Linked DNA regions of Mus musculus: regions 1, 2, 3, 4, 5 and 7 are each linked to region 6. The links are chromatin contacts, called in public Hi-C and promoter capture Hi-C maps. All regions are on one chromosome and are shown on one strand. The core of a region is the stretch at or near the end of the contact, and the rest is flanking DNA. Distances in the headings are between cores, read along the strand shown.

Region 1 (2,700 bases), core at 197-2,696, 1.2 Mb before region 6:
CCACTGACATATTTTCCAAAGGAGATTCCTGGTGTGTATAGGTTTACAGTCGGTGGCAGGTGATATGCTTACAAGGGGTGGGTCCTCCCACATCAATCATTAATCAAGCATATGCCCCACAGAGGTGCCTTCAGTCCAGCCTGAAGGAGGTAATTCTTCAACTGGGGTAACCTCTCCCCGGACAACTCTAGTTTGTGCGACACTTCTCTTGAATGCAGTAAAAGAAAGCCTGAGATAGTAATCCAAGCCCTTGAGTATCTTCACTCACGTGGCCTGCAGCTCCGTTGTAGTGTGTCCTGAATATTTCTTTCTTTCTTTTTTTTTTTATTTTGCTTTGCTGCTCCCCCCCCCCCCCTTGCTTTGCTTCAACTAAATTTTCTTGCTACTTTTACACATCGGTGAGAGCTTTTATTTCAATTCCTTGAACAAGAGACCAAGAATATGAAAGCTTTGTACCCTAATGTCGGTACTGATCTGCCTTAGCCTATGTGCCAAGGTGACAGAATTAGGTAGGACTTTTAAGCTGGCAACAACACAGCAGGGATCCTGAGAGCAGAGGTAGAAGGGGGGCGGGGGAAGGAGGGGGAGAGGAGGGAAGAGGAGGGCAGGGGAGAGGTGGGGAGGAGAGAAGGGAAATAGCTCACAGGTGTTGGCCTGATTTGGAGAGAGAGGAAGTTGGGTCGAGGGTCTGTGATTAAACATTCTGAGTCCTTCTTACTTCCCCTTTCCTAGGAAATGTATGGTTTACTAAAGCTGGAGGAATGGGCTGGTGGGCATTTTCCATGATGAATTTAAAGTCACAAACTAGTTATGGTTTATAGAAGGATTGGGGGCGGGGGGGGGGGGGGAAATACCTCCCAGGGAAATGGGAAGTTAAGGGAGGGAGGCCTGAGGTGCGGTACCCACACCCTCTGCTAATCCGTTTTAGCAGTGGTAGCTATGAGAACTCCTGCATGCTTTCGCTGACCTGCTAGAATTTAGGCAAGGGCTCAGTGCTCCCAAATCCTGAGTCAGTTTGTCTGTAGTGTAGAATAGGAGCTGGGGGTCGAGAGTAATGAGTAGATGTAATTAAATAAAGGACACACTGTTTCTTAAATATATTTCCTTCCACTGTCTGTACAGGCGCAGCAGGTGGAAGATCTAACTAGGGGTACCTCACCTTTGAGGACTCTTGGGCCGGATGCTACGAGAAGCGAAGCTTTACTTTTTTAACTCTTACGAACGTCCACATACACGGAAAACACTACACAGCGGAGAAGATATGAACCTTATAGCTGGGCATCACGAATCAATCCTCTAGAGCAGCCAGTAGCCCAGCGGAAGGGACGCCGCGCCTGCGCACTTGCCGACAATGAAGCCGCGCGCCCTCAGTGAGGAGGCGGGACTTGCCCGGGCATCCGGGTCCCACACCCCGCCCCCGCGGCATGAATGAGAGGCGCGGCGCCGCCCCTCCCCCGCCGGGCCCGCCCCTCGCCGGGGCCGCAGCTAAGCAGTCGCTACCGCCAGCTCAGCGGCTCGGACTCACGGACGCGGCTCTAGCAGTTCACCGCAAGAAGCTGACTCCGGGCGCCGCCGCCCGCACGCCCGCTGCCCGTCGCCCGGGTGAGTGAGGGGAGGGCTGGGCCTGAGCGCCGCGCGGCTGAGGCTGAAGCGCAGGCTCCGCAGGTCCGGCTCTGGGATGCTGAGGGCAGCGCGCCGGCCTCGCACCCCCTCCGAGACCGGGGTCCGTGGGTTAGTCCCCACATACAGGCACAAAGGGCGGCGCGGGCTGTCACCCGGAGGTCACCTCGGGCTGGGCCCGGGCGGGGGAGGCGGGATGGGCGGAGGATGGAGGAGCCGCTGCCTCTGCGTCGGTGGTGGGGACCGACGCTGGTCTCGGGGGGTGCGGTGTGGCAGTGGTTTTCTGGTCCCGAGCCACTCCTTCTTTTGTGGTGCTTGTCTCGTGCCTGGTTGTCACACCGTGCAAGGCACACTGAGACCTCTCTGGTTGGCTTATTTATTAATGAAAGTCATATGGCGGCCTCATCATTTGTGGGTGGGGGGCGTGCGTGCACCCACAGGCCAGAGAATTAGTGACCCTGCTTTGTTTCCGGAGACCTTAGTGGTGTGTGTCCTGTGAAATGAGACCGTCTGAGATCGTCGTAAAGGGCAGAAGGAAAAGAGGTGTAAAGATAACTTCATCTTTACCCCTTCGTCTCTGGTGTTATTTCAGATAACAGGTCTTTTGGTGTTTCGTTGTTTCTCATTGTAAAACCAGTGGGTCTGTTCATTGAAAGTGTGAGTCTGCATTCTTATGTCTCTGTATATTTAGAACACTTTCTTTTACGATTAATGGTGATCTATTTACGTAGCGGCGGTACGCCGGCATCCTGAACATTGTTTTCTGGGCTTAGTTCATGATAATAGGTCTTTGTGCTTGTGTACCTATCTATAGGAATACTCCCAATATATCTAGGGCACTGCTTTCCCCACTCTTCCATACAGACAGATTATGTTTCTTGCCTTTCTGCTCTAATAAGAGGTGGTCTAGCAGGTTCTTTCCACCTTCTTGTCAGTCCGGTCGTCGCCCTCCCCGCCCCCGCCCCGCACCCCTTAATGCTTTGGCAAAGGATATTACCTAAATATTACCGTGGTATGCACCCTAGCTTTGATCTGAATTTTTGTGTGTTTGGTTGTGCAGCCTAGCTGAACAGATCATCT
Region 2 (2,700 bases), core at 53-2,552, 1.1 Mb after region 6:
CAAACTGCTTTCCGTTTAGCCTCATCCACCGCTGACCACACCTATGTCTGAAAAAAACCTCTCCTCTTCAGGACACGGGACACTACTTTCTGGGGTGTTTGCTAAGGTAGAGATGCCCCCCTCCTCTTCTGTCCTTGAAATACAAATGATCCCACCCCCAAGTGAAATTCTGGAAAAGAACCAGACACCCAGAGAGAGGCAAGCCCTCCCCAGATGACTATGTAGTGAAGGGACCATGAGACCAGGTTCAAGTCTGTGGGATGCTAGTTGAACCCATTAGGACAACTTCAAGATTACGTCATTTAAAAGGGAGTTGCTGTCCCTTCCTACATGAGAGTACGCGAATAGAATGGTACCAAGCCAGTTTCGCACATGTGGATGAGGAGAGCAAAAGTCACCCAAGATCGTGTAAGAAAACATCACTAAATGCAGCTGCAAATGTAAACTTTTGGTGCAGCTAAAGGAAAGGTCTGAAATGGAACAGCTCCCCACGCTCCAGCTTCCCTGGAAGCTCCTGCTTTGGGTAAGTCAGTGAGTTTTCTCCAAATTCCCTGCCGGTTCATCTTGGCCTCCGGGTAACCCAAGCCTCGGCGGTTTCAACTCCCCTTCCACGCCCACACCACACAGAGCTGAATCCTAAGTGGCGGAAAGCTGCAAGATGACTGATGCGGGCCCAGGGAAGCAGGGGAACCAGGCCGACACCCTGAGTGCGGGTATAGGTCACTGTCAGCAGACAGGGCAACCGCACCCAGACTCCGTTCCAAATCCAGCTACGGGTTTAGGTCTTGCTAGACCCATTTTATATCTGCTAAGGTGAGCTCGCGCCTAGGGAAGATTAATGACCTTAAAAAACAAAAGCGCTCGCTCTCCGATTCATGCGCGCAGCGGCCACGAGGGAAGGGCTCACCTAGTCTCCCGAAGGGCAGTCGGTTCCTCTCCCCCAGCATCAGGTTGAACCTGGGGTTGTCTCGCCGTAGCCTCTTCCAGTAGCCGGTGGCCAGCAGCAGCCGGGAGACCTCGGCGTAGACGCTGCTATTCTCGTCGCGCACCACGAAGGTGTACATGGCGAAGGGCAGCGCGCCCCGCAGCCGCTACACGAGTCCAGGGCACGGCGGCCCCGCGTGCACACTGCCCCAGCCTCAGCCTCAGCCCCGCTGTCGGTCTAATTCCAGGGCCGCGCCTCCGGATTACCCTAGTGTCTGCCCTGGGCGCCCGCGCCACCGCCCGAGTGGCGAGCGCCACCCGGACGCCGCGCCCACCCCCAGCGCCCCGCCCACCGCCGGCGCCCCGCCCACGACCGTGATTCCGCGCGGCGCTAAGGGCAGGTCTGCGGGTTGCGGCGGCAGGAGCTCCCAAGCAGGGCCCACCAGGGCCGCCCCGCCACTCAGTGTGTGGCCGGTGACATGGGTCTCAAGTGTGGCTGCAGTAATAGCAAACTGCGGTGGAGAGACCAAGGGAAATAATTCCAGCTGCGCCATAGCCCGCCAATATCCCTTTCCGCCCTCTGTCTGGGTCTTCCACCAAGTTCAAAATCAGATTTGGTGGATGAAACAAAAGATCCAGGCATGGGTGTAGCTCAGTTGGTAGAGTGCTTGCTTAGCCAGCACTGAGCTCTGGGTTTGATCTGGGTGCGGTAAAATCGGACACATGTCAGGAGCCATAATGGGACAAGCTAATAACTAGCAGGTGATCATCCTGAAGTAGCCTGCCTTGGATTATTATATAATCTGCGACAGTGAGCCCTCATTAAGCAAGGCTATGAGGGACTCATTTTAGGAAAGATTCCTGCTGAGATAGAACAAAGGCTGTATTGCTTAATCCTCCCCTGATAGGCTACAGGTGTTAATCGCCTAAGCCAGCAAGCAAGCCCTCAGAAAGAGCAAGAAAGTTTTTAGGACTTTTTAGAAGTTATCATCAGCATTTCAGTATAATTAGAGAGCTAGAAAGCCCCAAGACCCTCAGACGTTAAAGCCATCACCAGAGTCCTTACTCTGTGACTCCACTGCTACCCCTGGCCCGGGCCAGGAGGCTCCCAATGTTCTAATTTGGCACCCGAACAGCGACATTGAATAAGGTAAGTGGACACAGATAGGACTCTTAACTGGGTCTTACAAATCCATTGGACAAGGAGTGTGCAGTTAAATTGTCTTCTGCCATCAGTAGAGGCGGATAGTTGGGGCCATCAGTTCCTGGTTGGGTACCATCAGTGCCCATGTTAAGCCAGGAGCCATCAGCTCTGGCTTTTATTGCCTGCTGCCATCAGCAGAGGCTGATACTAGGTGCCATCAGTGCCTAGCTGTTCTGTTGGAAGCTATCAGCACCCGTCTTAGGTCAGAAGACATCAGTTCTGGGTTGTGTGCATTTCATGGGTATCTCTCAAGATGGGACAAAGTGAATCTACAGATAGAGAGTTCTTTACAGATATTAATAAGTATACTCTTAAGAAAAGAGTCTTAGCTGGGCAATGGTGGAGCACGCCCTTAATCCCAGCACTTGGGAGGCAGAGGCAGGCGGATTTCTGAGTTCGAGGCCAGCCTGGTCTACAGAGTGAGTTCCAGGACAGCCAGAACTATATACAGAGAAACCCTGTCTCGAAAAACTAAACCAAACCAAAACAAAACAAAAAACCCGAAAGAAAGAAAGAAAGAAAGAAAGAAAGAAAAGTCTTTAAGGTTAAAACTAGCCATCTGACTGACTTTC
Region 3 (2,700 bases), core at 152-2,651, 1.2 Mb after region 6:
AATGCTTTATCAAAAGCATATGATATTTATCAGGAATTCTTAAGTCTTATGGGCCACACTAGAACACAATGTATCTGAGACTATTCACAAAGCAATGTGAGGATGTCCACTTTCAAGTCAATATTCTAAGTAGGAATCAGCTGAATGAGATTTGGCACCAGGAGTTTTAATAAAAGTCCTCCTCTGACACCTTTAAAAATTTGTTTATCAATGTCAAGAGTATATTCTGTAAATGCCACCAAACCTTTGAATGGTGCTAAGAATGTGCCTCTCAGAGCACAACAAAACTAAAACTGGAAAATGAGAATCTCAGCTAAATAGTCAAATATTTATTTAGCACCTAGGAAATCAGGTAAAGCTAAAACTCTGCAGTCTACTTGTGTTAACGTATTTAATATGAAAAACTGCCATTTCACTTTCCTGGAGGTTATAGGACTGCGGCAGACACATGGCCTGGGAGTGGGGGATGGGAGGGAAAGAGACTCCCCAACCCCCTCCAAAAAAAAAAAAAAAAAAAAAAAAAAAAAAACTAAACATGTTTATTTTCAGAGGTAGACTCGGGTCGGAGGCAAACATCCACTAGGCCTACTACTGAGCTTTTGGGGCCGGTTCCAACGGGGCTGCCAACGCCGGTCACTGGCCTGGCGGGCAGCGGCCGCAGCCGCGCCGCCGCCCGCGTGGCGCCGACGACTGAGCCGGGCCAGGGGCGGGGGGCTCGCACGTGCCCGGCGGGGGCGGGGCGGCGAGAGCGACGGCGACCCCGGCTCCGGGAGGCGGGCGCGGCCGCTTCGGCCTCCCCCGCGGCGGCCGGCAGGCAGCGGCGGTGGACGAAGGTGCGCGTCACGGAACCGATGGAGCCACACAGAGACGTCTAAGTCATGCAGGAGGCGCCCGGCCCCGGCCCGCTCCCGCCGCCCCGACCCCTCCTCTCATCCGACAGAAAGACAGACAAGAAGGGTTCCCGACCTGTCGTGCCCTGCATGTTCAGAGTCTGTCATGTTTGGTCAAGAACGGGGCGGGGCTGGAGGGCAGGTCTGGAGGCCGGCGGCGGCGGTGGCGGCGGCAGCGGGGCGCGGGGAGGACCCCTGCGCCGCCTGCGGGCAACCCTGTCCCCGGCCGCCGCCGACAGGTGACGAAGTGGTAAAAACTCACGGTTACTAGTGAGCGACACAGACACAGACTTTCCAGTCTATTAACAACCAACGCCAGAGAGATGGGGCTCTAACTGCAAAGACTGGGCAACGGCCCCGCGCTGCCGGCGCTGCCGCTCTAGTCTGTATTCGCCGCCGGAGGCTGAGGCGTGGGAGCCGGCGGGCGGCGTGCAGCGACGCGGGGATTTGGACAGTGGCCGTAACGGTGATTTCTCCTCACCAACATGGCGGCACCCGAAACAGGCGGCTCAGAAAATGGCGCCGGCCGCAACACCTTGCCCGGGACTAAAGGGCAAGTGGAATTCCTCCGCGAGCCGCGGCCCTCTCCCAGCCCGCCGGTGCCGAGCGCACTAGCCATTGGAGGAAACTGCCCGTCAATCACTTCCAGGGGCGGGCCTTTAATACGCTCGCTGCGGCAGCGGAGGCAGCAATCTGATGGGTGTGAGGCCAGGGATGCGGTTCGGTGGCGCGTGGAGTTATATCGGGCGGGGCAGGTCACCCCGCCAGGCCTGCTGTGTCCACCAGGTCCTCTGTGCCCATTTCTCGATGTTCCTGCGAGACTCGTCGTCTAAGGCTTTGGAGTTCCGGACTCATCACACTGTCCCCCTCCACCCCGCCACCGTTAACTGCGCGACAAAGAAAGGAACCCAGGACTGGCGGTTTTCTTTGTTAAAAAGAAAGAAAGAAAGAAAAGCTTTCTTTGTTGCCGAAAGAACTCGGAATCATCCTTAAGCCCTTAAACTTGTAGCTGTTATGTCTCCGTAGTGTAAGGAAGACTGCCTGCCATGCAACTTTTTCTGATACTAAATTCACCCAGTCCTTACTTGACGATTAAAAATAGCTATTGAGGTAATTAAAACATGATCTTGTGTCTGTTAGCGGTTTAGATGTGGAATTCATTCGAGTATTTCATAAGAACAAGACTTCATTTCTTCGTATGTCCATGGCCTTCAGACGTATTTCCATATCCTTCAGAAATAGTCTTGAAATGATGAGTAATGTATACTTAGTTCTGAAGGAAAGTTAATTTTTTTTATTAAAATGATAAGCTTAAATGTCCAATATTTCTAAATACACGACGTCTTTTGTCTTTGATGTGTAAATAACGTGCATTCAAAGAGCAATTGCGATTAGATAAATGTGAAAAGAGAAAAAAAGTTATTTAGTTGAATGCAGCTATTGACAAGACTTGAACCCTGACAGATCTTCACGGCCCATTATAGGAAACTTTCAAAAGGCACATCTGTTTTAACTAGAGAAGCAATATTATTAGTTTTTGGAACTAAAATGTAAAGCCTCTTCATTTAATCGTTTTACTAGGAACAGTGAAAGGCTTTTGAGGTGTAACAGCTGCTCTTCACAACTGCATTTTCTGCTTAGACATTAAAATAATGATTTAGGATTTGAATTTGATTTTTTTTTTTAATAAAAAGAAAATCTTTGAACTGGTACACATTTGAGTATTGCTGTTTTCAAATTCGTTTGGAAGTTTAAACGCACACCAAAATAAATTCTGGGCATTAGCTTACTCAGAAAAACAACTTTTGAA
Region 4 (2,700 bases), core at 120-2,619, 1.0 Mb after region 6:
GTTTAGTATTTCAGACATATTGTATATGTATTTATGTATTGTATACATTAGCAAGATCCTTTTCTGTGCACCCCTCCACCTCACCCCCTCACCCCTACCAGCACAGCTGGAAAGTAGTGAAGGGGACACAGTGGCTGAGGAAAGGAAGAACACAGGATCCAGTAAGAATCAGGGACTTTGTTCCAGTGTGAATTGGTGGCCACCAGAGAGTTTTAAGCAAGGGATTATCATTACTAGAATCCAGGTCATTATATGGAACACAGAGGGTCTGGCAAGCCGGGGAAAGGCTGGGGCAGGTGCCCTGGCAGAGGGGAGTGTGAAAGGTGGTGACAAGCAGAGGCATGTCCACTCGGGGACAGAGAACCATGGTTTTTAGATTCTTGGATGCATAGCCAAGGCCATGTATGGGAATGGGGCTGGGACTGGTTCTGGAAGGTATTTAAACTAGAAAATGAAGGGAGTTGTGAAAGGAAAAAGCTACGATCAAGTTAGCCTCCTTTACCTCTCCAGTTGTGGGTGAACTTGGTGGCTGCACCTGCTCTGCACACTGCAGGAAGCGGCGCATGTGTTCAGCACAGTTGCCCACTGCTGCCTCATTCAAGCGAAGACACTTCTCAAAGGCTTCAAAGGGCTCAGCACAGGCCTGGCGGATCTGGCGGATGATCGGGCTGTGGGGGGTAGGGCATTTTAGACCCTGAAGCATTCAAACCCTACTGCCTGGCACCCTCTAGCCCCCAGTTGTACACTCACTGGGAGGACGTGCAGCGAGCAATGCTCATCTTAAGGTGGTGACAATCTCGATGCCACGACTCTGGCTTGGCTGCCACACATTGGCCATACTGATCCAGCTCTCGGCTGCAGTATCGAGCAGTGACTTCCAGGGCTGCCTGCCTGTGGGACAGGGTAAACTGAAGATAATCTCAAGAGAAGGCAAGAAAGAGTTCTGATTTTGATCTGTGATTGGACTAGTCTGGATTGGGGGTGGGGGGTGTAAAGATCCTGTGATAGGGACAACCAACGAGGGGCAGAAATAAGCGCCGATCCCTGCGCGTTGTGGAACAAGGTGGGATTTCCCGGGAGATCGTGGAAGTCCTAAGACAAAAAGTCTGGCTATTGTGAAGCAGGCCTGGAGTCTTGAATTCAGTCATTTCCCGTTGGGGACCGTGCAGTCTGACAAGCATGATCTAGAGTTATAGGGAGTTGTAACTCACATCTCCAGGCGAATTCAAGCGCCGATCAGTCAGGGAGAAGAGACCCGCCTTTTCCGGTATCAGGTTGTTATGGCGGCGCCCAACCCAGACCTCCTGGCCTCACTCTTCCGGTCGTCGAGCGTCCCTGCCACTCATCCCACATTGGTCCAACCTTCATGGCTGTGTCCTGCTTTGCTTTCCGCCTCACTGCCTATCCGGGAGGAGGCCCCTGTAACTACTTCCGGTCCGTCAGCTATTTTAGTTTATTTACTTCCGGCTTGTGGTGGTCGCGTTTAGTGATCACCGGAAGCAGGACTTCGGCCGTGATCGAGCAGCCAGGCACAGAGCACCAGAGCTGGTTCCCTGTAGGTCAGATCTACAGCCGCTCGCGCTGCCACTTTCCCGGCTGGAGTTGAGGCCACCGGCCCGCGTGACTATGGCTCGGCACACGCTGCGGCTGAGGCGGCAGCTGTGCCCGCCGCTGCTAGTTTAGGAACACGGGGATTGCCCTCTCAGGCTGAGCTACCAGTGGCTTTCCGCCACTGCGTATTCTCCTCCTGACTTTAGTTCCAACTTGACGGAAAGGAATGATCTTAAACGCCACATTGGGCTTCCCATCCGATTATTCACTCAGACATGTCCTTTTCCTGCCATAGGTGGTAAAGGCAGGATGAGAGTGGGTTTTATTGCTTGCTCCTTGCAATCGTGCACAAATTATTTTCTTTGTAATTTCCTTAGGTGGTGTTTGCACCCTCTCCACATTTGCCTTCAGATTATAGGGCTAGACCTGGAAGTTCATTTCCCTGTAAGGCTAAATATTCCTCATATGGAGAGGCCTAAGCTAGAGAAAATGAGCGGTAAGGTGATTACCTTAGCACGCAGTTGTAAAATGAGAACGACTGCTTTGGCCTTCATAATATACAGTGACACTTTCATTTTTGGGAAACTTGACACTCCACACTTCTAGTTTCCTTTTGTCTGGTTGCTGTCAAAAGAGTCATTAAGAATGGAATGGAGAGAACTAGATAACCCTAAGGTTTGAAGTGAAGCGGATCTGAGAAATGCAGGTCTCAAGAGTGCTTCTGTTACTGGGGTTCCCTTCTGGGGAGCTCATTAATGAAAGAACTTTAAAAGGTACTCATTTAGGACAATCAAGGGCAATGTTATTGGTCTGAGAGAAAACACCAGGACAGGCACGCTGTAAATGTCAGTAGCCGCTAAGAGGGAGCAGGAAAAGGAAACTAGGGACATGTGTGTGATGTACATGTGTGCAGGCAGAGGCTGGCGGCAGGTGGCTTCCTCTATTGCTTGACACCTGAAGCTTTTTGGAGACAGGGTGTCACTGAACCTTAAAACCCACCAGTGAACATCCAGGAGCTGTCTCCTCATCCCAACACTGGGATTCCAAGTCTGCCCTACCATGCCTTTTCTGCAGGTTTTTATGCAGGTGTTGGAGATCCACAACTCAGGTCTTCCTGCTTGCATAGCAAGCACTTTAGTCAGCCATTCC
Region 5 (2,700 bases), core at 30-2,529, 1.3 Mb before region 6:
GGGGACAGGCTAGGGCAGGCTGGTAGAAGGGAGGAACTGGGGCACCCAGGGAAAGATACAACTCTAGGACAGAGCTTTCTAAAGACACTGCAAGGCAAGCAAAACCTGCTAGAGCGGCCCTGGATGGACTGCAGAAGGAAAGGGTGCCTGCTTCTTAGGGGCACTGCTTAAAGTCAGAACTTCCGAGGAGATCCTTGTGATGGGAATTGGGTGCCTGGCTGACGGGGGATGAGGTTCAAAGCCAAACAGGGAGACTGTGAAATGACGAGGGCGGACAAAGACTGTTCTCAAAACCTGCTGGGTAAGAAATGCCAGGGACATCTAAAGGGATGGTCACAGGGCCCAGGAGGAAGCGCGGCCCTTCAAGCCCTGTAATGCTCCTTCCTCTGTAAGAGGAAAGGGACAGAGGTAGCAGAACACAAATAAATGAGGGCCATTCAAACACTTTCTTGACCTTCTCTTTACCCCCAGCCTGGGTGACCTCCACTCAGCACCTGCTGTTTCCCCCACAAGCTCGGCCAAGTGGACCCCAGGCGGGACGGTGCTGTGCCACTATCAGTTGGCTCCTCCAACAACCTGTGGGCACGGCTCACGAAAGGGCCAGCCACGGCGCGGTTTGCTCAGGTGCAAGACCCAAAAGGTCCGCGCACCGCTCACCTGCTCCACAGCCGCGCCACCTCCAAGCCGGCGGCCGGCCTCGGCACCCCTTCCCGGCGAAGCGACTTGCTCCCTTCCCTTCGTCAGCCTGGCTCCGGCCAAGCCGGGCAGCCTGTGAGCCCCGGGGCAACCCGCGGGAGAGCGGCTCCCCACTCCTCCAGCTGTCCCAAGGAGACCGGCAGACGCCGGGCCGCCGCCGCCGCCGCCGCCGCCGCAAGCTGTGTTCCCTCCCCTCCACAGCGCACACCCTCCGGGCCGACCGAGTGCCTCGCCGGCTTTGTCTGCGCCGCCGCGCTGGGCGTCCGGAGGATGCGGCCCGGACCCCGGGGTCGCGGCCAGCCCGGGCAGCCTCTTCTGCCCACCGCCCGCCGCCGGCCTCCATCGGGAGCCCCTTGCCTACGAGGCTCGGTGGCTGTCCGAGCCCGGGTCGGGGAGGCCGCACGGTACCTTTCCTTGCGGAGCCCGGGAGCGTCTTCGCGAGCGGCCTCGGCCTCTCCGCCTCCCCTCCTCCGCAGCCACTGGGCTTCCTCCTGCAGCCGCCGCCGGGACCGTAGGGCCGAGCCAGCCGCCGGGGCCTGTGCGGGGGCCCCGCTCCGCCTCGCGTCCCCGGCCCACCCCGCCTGGGTGCTCCGCCCCGGGCCCGCCCACCGGGGGCGGGGAGCCCGAGGCCACCCAGCCTGGAGTTGCCCGCGGCACAGCCACCTGCACTCCCCTATCTCGCAAAAGGGACGCCTCACCCACCTATCCGCCCAGAAACAGAGCCAGCCCCGCGACGCCCCGCCCTGCAAAGCAGACGAGGTCTTCCGGCACTGTCAGAGCGCTGCGCCCACCTCAGTTTACCCAGACTCTGCCGCCCTTTTGAAAAGAAGAAAGGGCCCCTCTTGTCCTGGACTGTCTCTCGTCCTGCAGGTCTCAGGTGGGTGCCGGCGGGAACCAGGAACCTCAGGTGAAAGGAAAAGAATGCTCACATCCTCTCAGTACCCAGCCCATGTCCTGAAGTGGCCCTTTTTAAAAAGTGTATTTCCCTAGTAAAACCCTCAAACTTTTAATAAAAGCCAACGTTAATACTAGGTGGCACTTTTTCCTTTTTTCAAAAAAAAATTAATTGGTATCAATTATTTTTTAGCGGGCAATAGTGGCACATGCCTTTAATCTGGTGGTTCTCCAGCTTCCTAATGCTGACACACAGTTCCTCGTGTTGTAGTGACCCCCCAACCATAAAATTATTTCATTGCTACTTCGTAACTGTAATGTTGCTACTGTTATGAATTGAAACATAAATAAATATCTGACATGCGACCCCTATGAAAGGTCGTTGGAACCCTAAGGGATAGTAACCCACAGGTTTAGGACCACTGCGGAATCCCTCTAGAAGCAGGTGGATCTCTGAGTTCAAAGCCAGTCTGAACCACAGAGTAAGTGTAGGACAGCCAGAGTCAAACAGAGAAATCCTGTCTTGAACCACCCCCAACTCTCCCCCTCCACACACACACACAAAAGTAAGAAAATTATTTTTTATTCATCTCTGCACCTCCTAATCTGTTTTTTCGTATGTTTTGCTGGTACTACACCAGGTCAACACTTGGTCCGAGGGAATACAAGCCCCTGGTGGCCGCAGAGCCTCTACTCCGAACTGTGTCTCTGGAGGGGGCCCTCCCCTGATTTCAACCTGGAACCAGGCAATGCTGAGCACAGGTCGCTGTAGGTTCAGCCCGGAGAGATCCTGGATGTGGATCACATGCTCGTGATCCCAGCCTCAGAAGGCCATGTGGGGGGGGGGGGGGTACAGAGTTCAAGGCTAGCCTTGGCTACATACCAACTTCAAGGCCAGGCTGAGCCACACAGTGAAAGCCTGCCTCAAAGAAGCAAGAAGTAGAGATGTGGCTCAACAGCAGAACACACTTCTCAACATAGACAAGGCTCTGGGGCCAATCCCCAAAACTGAATTATATATATAATTCATATATATATATATATATATATATATATATATATGGCCTGGAAAGAGGTAGCCCTGCAAAAGTGGCTCTGATGGTCCCAGCC
Region 6 (2,700 bases), core at 143-2,642:
GGCCTCGAACTCACAGTGATCAGCCTGTCTCTGCCTCCTGAGTGCTGGTGTTAAAGGCCACCACTGCCTGACTAAATCCCGTTTTTGTTTTTGTTGTTTTGTTTTTTCAATAATTTTCTTTTATTCACTTTATATCTGGATCATAGCCCTTGCTCCCTCTTCTATTCCCAAATCCCGCCCTTACAAATCCCCCCCCCCGCCCCCACCATTGCCTCCATCCCATACCACTGTTGGTCCCAAGGGGGATTCCAATCTCATTCAGATGGGAAACTAAATAGTCATTGGAGGTGGATGGACAGAGGGAACTGGGTAGGGGAGGAAGGGGTGAGGAAGGGAATGGGTGGGGGTGGGGGTGTGATGTGGTGGGGAGGAGTTGGGGTTTTTCTCTGGTGGCTAGCTGGAGCCTGGGGCTGGGGAGGATACCTATGGAGGTGACTCTAGCTGAGATTCCTACCAGAGGGGGATATAGAGACTGAAGTAGCCACCTCCTGTAGCCAGGCCGGACTCCGAGAGGCGGGAAGGGGACATCAATCCAAACTTCGACCCAAAATTTGTCTTGCTTAAATCCCGGTTTTTAAAGTCAATTCAAGGGTGCCAAAATACACTTGCGTTAAGTGAAAAGGATATGCATATCGTAAGCGTGCTTATGTAGAAAAAAAATTAGCATATTGTGACTTGGGGAGTTACTCCGAGTCTGGGAAGGCATGCCCTTCCAATAATAAGGGGACTACGGTTTAGTATGTCAGATAGCAATCAATATTTGAAAACAAGCAAAAAGGAAGCGCGAAGAGCCTGAGAAAGTTGCATTTTTTTTTTTTTTTCCTAGAAAGAATGGTCAGGAAAGTCCTCACCAGGACTGTCATTTCTGTTTAAATCCTGGAGGTAAGGGCATGAGGGTGTGCATATACCTGCGAGTCTAGCGCTCCTGGTGAGACAAAAGCAAATGCAAAGAGGGAAGAACATAGAGAGAAGCTAGAGAAGTGGCTTCCTAGAGTGAGTTCACAAGAGCGCTGGGTGAGAACTGGATGGGAGTGGGGTCTGGGACATCGGCGTGTAAACCAAGCACTCCAGCGGAGACTTTAGCTGGGGAGGTGTCTGTCCTCCAAGGATGTTTGCCGCCCAAGTATGGTGTACGCCAGCATCTGGTACTAAGAACGCGGTGGGTAGGAGGATCCGAAGCTCAAGACCCAGTGAGACCCGGTCTAAAGCAAAACAAAACGAGGAGGAAAACTCCAATAAAATCAACAAAGGGGGGGAAAAATCCACCCAAAACAAAACAAAACAAAACAAAACCACCACACAATCCGTCAGCTGATGCTAATGCTCCGCCCCCTAATTGCGTTCCAGAGACCGGAACTCCAGGTCCGAGGCCGGACCGGAAGTAGCTTCACTAGCGGCGGCATTTTGCAGGCAGCATTTCCGTTAGCGGCGGCGGCGGGAATCCAGCGGCTGGCTGGCTGGCGACTAGGCCTCTGTGGCAGAGAATCCGGCGGGAATCTGAGCCATCCGAGCCGCCACCATGGTGAGAAGGCGCGGGCTGGCTGTAGGGCGCTCGGGGGTGCGGAACGGGGCGGTAGCTGGCGGCGTCCGTGGGCTGGAGCCGAGCCGAGCCGCCCGTGGCGGAGGAGGTCGGGGTGGAAGCCGCTTCATCCCAGCGCCAAAGGCCTGGACTTGCCGTGAGGCTGCGACCGGGTAGAGGGGAAGGCCGACCGGGGTACAGAGGCCGATGCGCGGCCGTCAAACGTCGTGTCCCGGAGCCACGGCGGTTTCGGCCCCGCGGCCTCCGTAGCTTTAAACTTGGGCGTCAGTGTGTGCCCGGGCTTTTGGAGCTGGCGCAGGCCTCGGGCCGACCGGGCAGCGCCGGGCGAGGCGGAGGAGTAGCGGAGGTCACGGCCCGAAACCGGAGTCGAGCAGCGGAGGGAGCGGGAGGCTGGAGGAGAGGGTTTGCCAGCAGAGCGCGCGCGACCTTGCTTCTCGTATTTTGATGTTGGGCTGTGTCGGGCGCCGGGGCTGCACCCTAAAGTAAGTTCTGTCTTCACTTGGGCCAGTTTCTGGCCAGGCAGTCCTAATATAGCTACAATATAACTAATATCGCAGTGGTAGCTCAGCGTTAGGCAAAAGTAACGGCAGTGGGAGGAACGAGAACGTTTTCTCCAGGAGGTGACTCCCAAATGATTGTTTCGGGGCACCCGGCTCCCCCATGGGAGGGAGGGTTAGCAATCTGGAAAACTGAGAGAGCAAAGCAGTCGATGGCACGAACTTTCCAGGAGTCTGGTTGCTGAAGGCCCAGTCTTGCTTTATCCTGTTGGTAGTGAACGATCGCTGCAAGATTTTTCCCAGGCTTAATGAACTTAAGTTCTTAAAGGTCAGCCAGGGAAAGTGGTCTTTGCTTGAAATCTCAGTTTGTTATAATTTCTGTACTCAAAATCCTAATTTTATTTAGTTTTGGCTACAGACCACATGTAATAAATACCTCGAATCTCTCCAAAAGATTACTCTAGTTGCGTGGCTGAAGAAACCCGAGGTGCTCAAACAGGATATTGCTTTTCTTTTTTCTTTTTTTCCAAGAGTTGACTGAGGCAAGTCCTTACATAATCTTCAGCCGGAGTAGCCTATTTTACCAGTAAAAATGAATGACACTGGGTCCAATTTTGAGGATCAAATGAAATACACAATCCCTTTCAAGGGCCTGGATATACA
Region 7 (2,700 bases), core at 44-2,543, 1.1 Mb after region 6:
ACAACCAACATCCAAAGTGAGGAGCAATTACACCTGAGAGGTGTCTTACTCTCAGAGTGCCGTGCCAGGAAAAACTAAAGATGCCAACAAAAAGAGACCTTCCCCGTCCTTACTCTGCTACCACTGTTACAATGATTCCCCTGGACTTTTTATCTTCCTCAACATGACCAACTCAGAACAGGTGGCAAGTTTTCCTCTTGCAAATTCTTAAAGAGAAAGAAAGCGGGCAGCGAACGCCTTTAATCCCAGCACTCGGGAGGCAGAGGCAGGCGGATTTCTGAGTTCGAGGCCAGCCTGGTCTACACAGTGAGTTCCAGGACAGCCAGGGCTATACAGAGAAACCCTGTCTCGAAAGAAAAAAAAAAAAAAAAGAAAGAAAGAAAGAAAGAAAGAAAGAAAGAAAGCAAGCAAGCAAGCAAGCGGGCGATGGTGGCACACACTGTTAATCCCAGTGCTCGGGAGGCAGAGGCAGGCAGATCTCTGAGTTCGAGGCCAGCCTTGGTCCACGGAGCTCCAGGGCAGCAAACGCTACACAGAGAAACCTTATCTCGAACCGTCTCCATTCTCCCGCCCCAAAAAGAAAACTTTAAGGGAAGCAAACTGAAGGATGTGCTTGCTGCAGTCTGTCTGATCAGCTTGGAACCTTGTGAGGTAGTTTTAGAACGTAAGACTCCAGGTGTGAAAAGGCGCGAGTGCTGGGAATGGTGGAAAACACAGTTCCAAAAAGATCACTTCCTCACTCTCATCTCACAGTACCCAGAAATGGTTCGCCCCAAACCAGACTCGTACTCATATATAAATCCAGGAGTCACAAATACAAGTTTCCCTACACCACTAGGCTTATGAGTTGCTTTTTTTCTCTGAACTACCCAAAGCAATGCAGGGTGAGTTCACGTCCCTATTTGTGGTCATACTGTAGGCACCCCTCACCCCCCCACCCCCCGGCCACTTCTCCCAACCGCAGGGACGCTCCAGGACCCCCCAGGCCAAGGGTAGAGCTCTGGAGCGCAGTGCACGGCACTCACCTGCACCGCGTGGCTCAGCCCCTCCAGCGCCGCGTAGTTGAAGGAGTCCACGTGCGCCCGCGTCAGGTCCTGCAAAGCTGCCTTTTGCTGCTCTGGGGGAATCCCGTACGAGGGGTCGGTTAAATGCTTTAGGCTGGGCCCGCTGGGCAGGTTCCGCCACCGGCCGTCGACATCCATGCTTCTGCCAGTCCCGGACGGGAGACCGGAGCTAGGACGCTACTCGTGGCTGGCTGGAATGGCCGGACCAACCCCACAGCCACCCTACCCCGTGGCCTTCTGGGAAATGTAGTTCCTCTTGTTCGGCCCGCCCCACACTGGTCCTTTCTTTTCTCAGAGTCGACTGGAAACTTACACCATGGCGTGATTAGACCGGTTAAAACTACGCGCAGACATGAAGACACGCCTTTAATCCCAGCAATCAGGAGGTCAGGTATCTGTGAGTTCGAGACCAGTCTGGTCTACAAAGAGAGTTCCAAGTCATTCAGAGTAGTTACACAGAGCTGTCTTGAAACACCGGGGTGGGGGTGGGGGTGGGGGTGGGGGTGGAGAGAGAGAAAGAGGCTTCGCTGTTTTGTAACCTGCAAACCATACTAAATCCTGCTCCACTTTAGTGTGTGACCTCTGTGACCCATATTAGCTTAATTCGTTAATTAGGACCTGATACAAGACGTATCTTTAAAGGTTCCCTTCTGTCCCATTCTGGAGTTTTCCTATTGCACCCTGATGCAGACCTCAGGAGACTCTGGATTCTTGGCTTCAACTAAAATGGAGGTGTGGGGCACCAACCTGTCATTTCTTCTCAACTTGTCTGTTTATTAAAATAATATTTATTTATTTATTTTTGTTTCTTTGTTTTTTGAGTCAGGGTCTCTATGTAGTCCTGGCTGTCCTAGACCAGGCTGGCCTGGAACTCACAGAGGTCCATTGTCTTTGCCTGAGTGCTGGGTTAAAGGCATGTGTCACCCCCAGCCCCCTCTTTCTCAAGTCTTTGTTTTTTTGTTTAGTTTTTCTCATACATTGCATTCCAACTGCAGTTTCCCCTCTCTCCACTCCTCCCAATCTTCCTCCCCACCCCCCTTCTCCTCCAGATCCACTCCTCCTCTATTTCCCTTCAGAAAAGAGCAGGCCTCCCTGGTATATCAACTGAACATGGCATAACAGGTTACAATAACACTAGGCACAATCCCTCATATCAAGTCTGGACAAAGCAAATCAATAGAAGAAAAGGGGTCCCAAGAGCAGGCAAGAGAGTCCAAGACAGCCCCTGCTCCTACTGCCAGAAGTCCCCCAAGAGCACCAAGCTATACATCCATAACATGAATGCCGAGGACCTAGCTCAGAGCCACACAGGCTCCAGGACTGTCTCTTCAGTCTCTGTGAGCCCCTCTGAGCCCTGCTTAATTGATTCTGTGGGCTGTGCTTATGTCTACTCAACTCTTAATGCATGAAGCACATCAGCAGGACGGCAAGCAGTAACCAGGCCATGCTACCCAGAAGAAAGGAAGCCACCCCAGCCTGCTTCTGGGCAATCAAGAGCAAGAGGTAGGAAGGTGGTTGGATAGTGTCAGAATTCGTGCTGTTTCTAGTGTTTGGCTTTTACAAATATCCATTTTTCTATGTGTGTGTTTTCAATTCCCTTAGGTATCAGAGCTAAGAACCACGTTTCTGTGTCATA

The links. Promoter capture Hi-C pulls out the DNA fragments that hold promoters and counts their contacts. A called contact is a pair of places that touch in the nucleus more often than the background predicts.
Region 1: a contact with region 6 is called in a promoter capture Hi-C map of pre-B cells, with 5 times the contacts expected there. The contact joins the promoter of Rnf24 here to the promoter of Snrpb in region 6.
Region 2: a contact with region 6 is called in a promoter capture Hi-C map of liver, with 2.6 times the contacts expected there. The contact joins the promoter of Vinac1 here to the promoter of Snrpb in region 6. A contact is called at or near these places in 2 of 39 promoter capture datasets (embryonic stem cells and liver) and 1 of 9 other capture datasets (liver).
Region 3: a contact with region 6 is called in a promoter capture Hi-C map of hippocampal neurons, with 2.6 times the contacts expected there. The contact joins the promoter of Zc3h6 here to the promoter of Snrpb in region 6. A contact is called at or near these places in 2 of 39 promoter capture datasets (hippocampal neurons and liver), 1 of 115 datasets of contacts at active chromatin or transcription factors (astrocytes) and 1 of 9 other capture datasets (adipose tissue).
Region 4: a contact with region 6 is called in a Hi-C map of muscle stem cells, with 6 times the contacts expected there. The contact joins the promoter of Chchd5 here to the promoter of Snrpb in region 6. A contact is called at or near these places in 5 of 39 promoter capture datasets (cranial neural crest, hippocampal neurons, liver and 1 more), 2 of 484 Hi-C or Micro-C datasets (B cells and muscle stem cells) and 2 of 115 datasets of contacts at active chromatin or transcription factors (astrocytes and epiblast stem cells).
Region 5: a contact with region 6 is called in a promoter capture Hi-C map of erythroid cells, with 5 times the contacts expected there. The contact joins the promoter of Smox here to the promoter of Snrpb in region 6. A contact is called at or near these places in 2 of 39 promoter capture datasets (erythroid cells and pre-B cells).
Region 7: a contact with region 6 is called in a Hi-C map of B cells, with 8 read pairs. The contact joins the promoter of Polr1b here to the promoter of Snrpb in region 6. A contact is called at or near these places in 1 of 39 promoter capture datasets (embryonic stem cells), 1 of 484 Hi-C or Micro-C datasets (B cells) and 2 of 115 datasets of contacts at active chromatin or transcription factors (astrocytes and embryonic stem cells).

The regions. Positions count from the first base shown.
Region 1 is chr2:131,351,638-131,354,337 of GRCm38.p6, reverse strand. It overlaps Rnf24 (ring finger protein 24), which reads left to right and starts at 1,446. Exons shown (of 6, transcript NM_178607.4): 1 at 1,446-1,602. It overlaps Gm30590 (a long non-coding RNA gene), which reads right to left and starts at 1,506. Exons shown (of 2, transcript XR_374984.2): 1 at 1,160-1,506.
Region 2 is chr2:129,064,511-129,067,210 of GRCm38.p6, reverse strand. It overlaps Vinac1 (vinculin/alpha-catenin family member 1), which reads left to right and starts at 1,302. Exons shown (of 11, transcript NM_001370941.1): 1 at 1,302-2,074. Ttl (tubulin tyrosine ligase) reads right to left here and starts at 1,264. Exons shown (of 7, transcript NM_027192.2): 1 at 908-1,264. The coding sequence starts at 1,064.
Region 3 is chr2:128,966,103-128,968,802 of GRCm38.p6, reverse strand. Zc3h6 (zinc finger CCCH type containing 6) reads right to left here and starts at 1,401. Exons shown (of 12, transcript NM_178404.3): 1 at 967-1,401. The coding sequence starts at 998.
Region 4 is chr2:129,128,369-129,131,068 of GRCm38.p6, reverse strand. Chchd5 (coiled-coil-helix-coiled-coil-helix domain containing 5) reads right to left here and starts at 1,369. Exons shown (of 4, transcript NM_025395.3): 1 at 1,212-1,369; 2 at 751-891; 3 at 503-668. The coding sequence starts at 1,213.
Region 5 is chr2:131,490,441-131,493,140 of GRCm38.p6, reverse strand. Smox (spermine oxidase) reads right to left here and starts at 1,279. Exons shown (of 7, transcript NM_145533.2): 1 at 1,105-1,279. Gm30679 reads left to right here and starts at 865. Exons shown (of 2, transcript XM_030252306.1): 1 at 865-1,573. The coding sequence starts at 967.
Region 6 is chr2:130,178,056-130,180,755 of GRCm38.p6, reverse strand. It overlaps Snrpb (small nuclear ribonucleoprotein B), which reads left to right and starts at 1,392. Exons shown (of 7, transcript NM_009225.2): 1 at 1,392-1,522. The coding sequence starts at 1,520.
Region 7 is chr2:129,099,589-129,102,288 of GRCm38.p6, reverse strand. It overlaps Polr1b (polymerase (RNA) I polypeptide B), which reads right to left and starts at 1,293. Exons shown (of 15, transcript NM_009086.2): 1 at 1,026-1,293. The coding sequence starts at 1,202. Gm46764 (predicted gene, 46764) reads left to right here and starts at 1,346. Exons shown (of 3, transcript NR_168333.1): 1 at 1,346-1,455.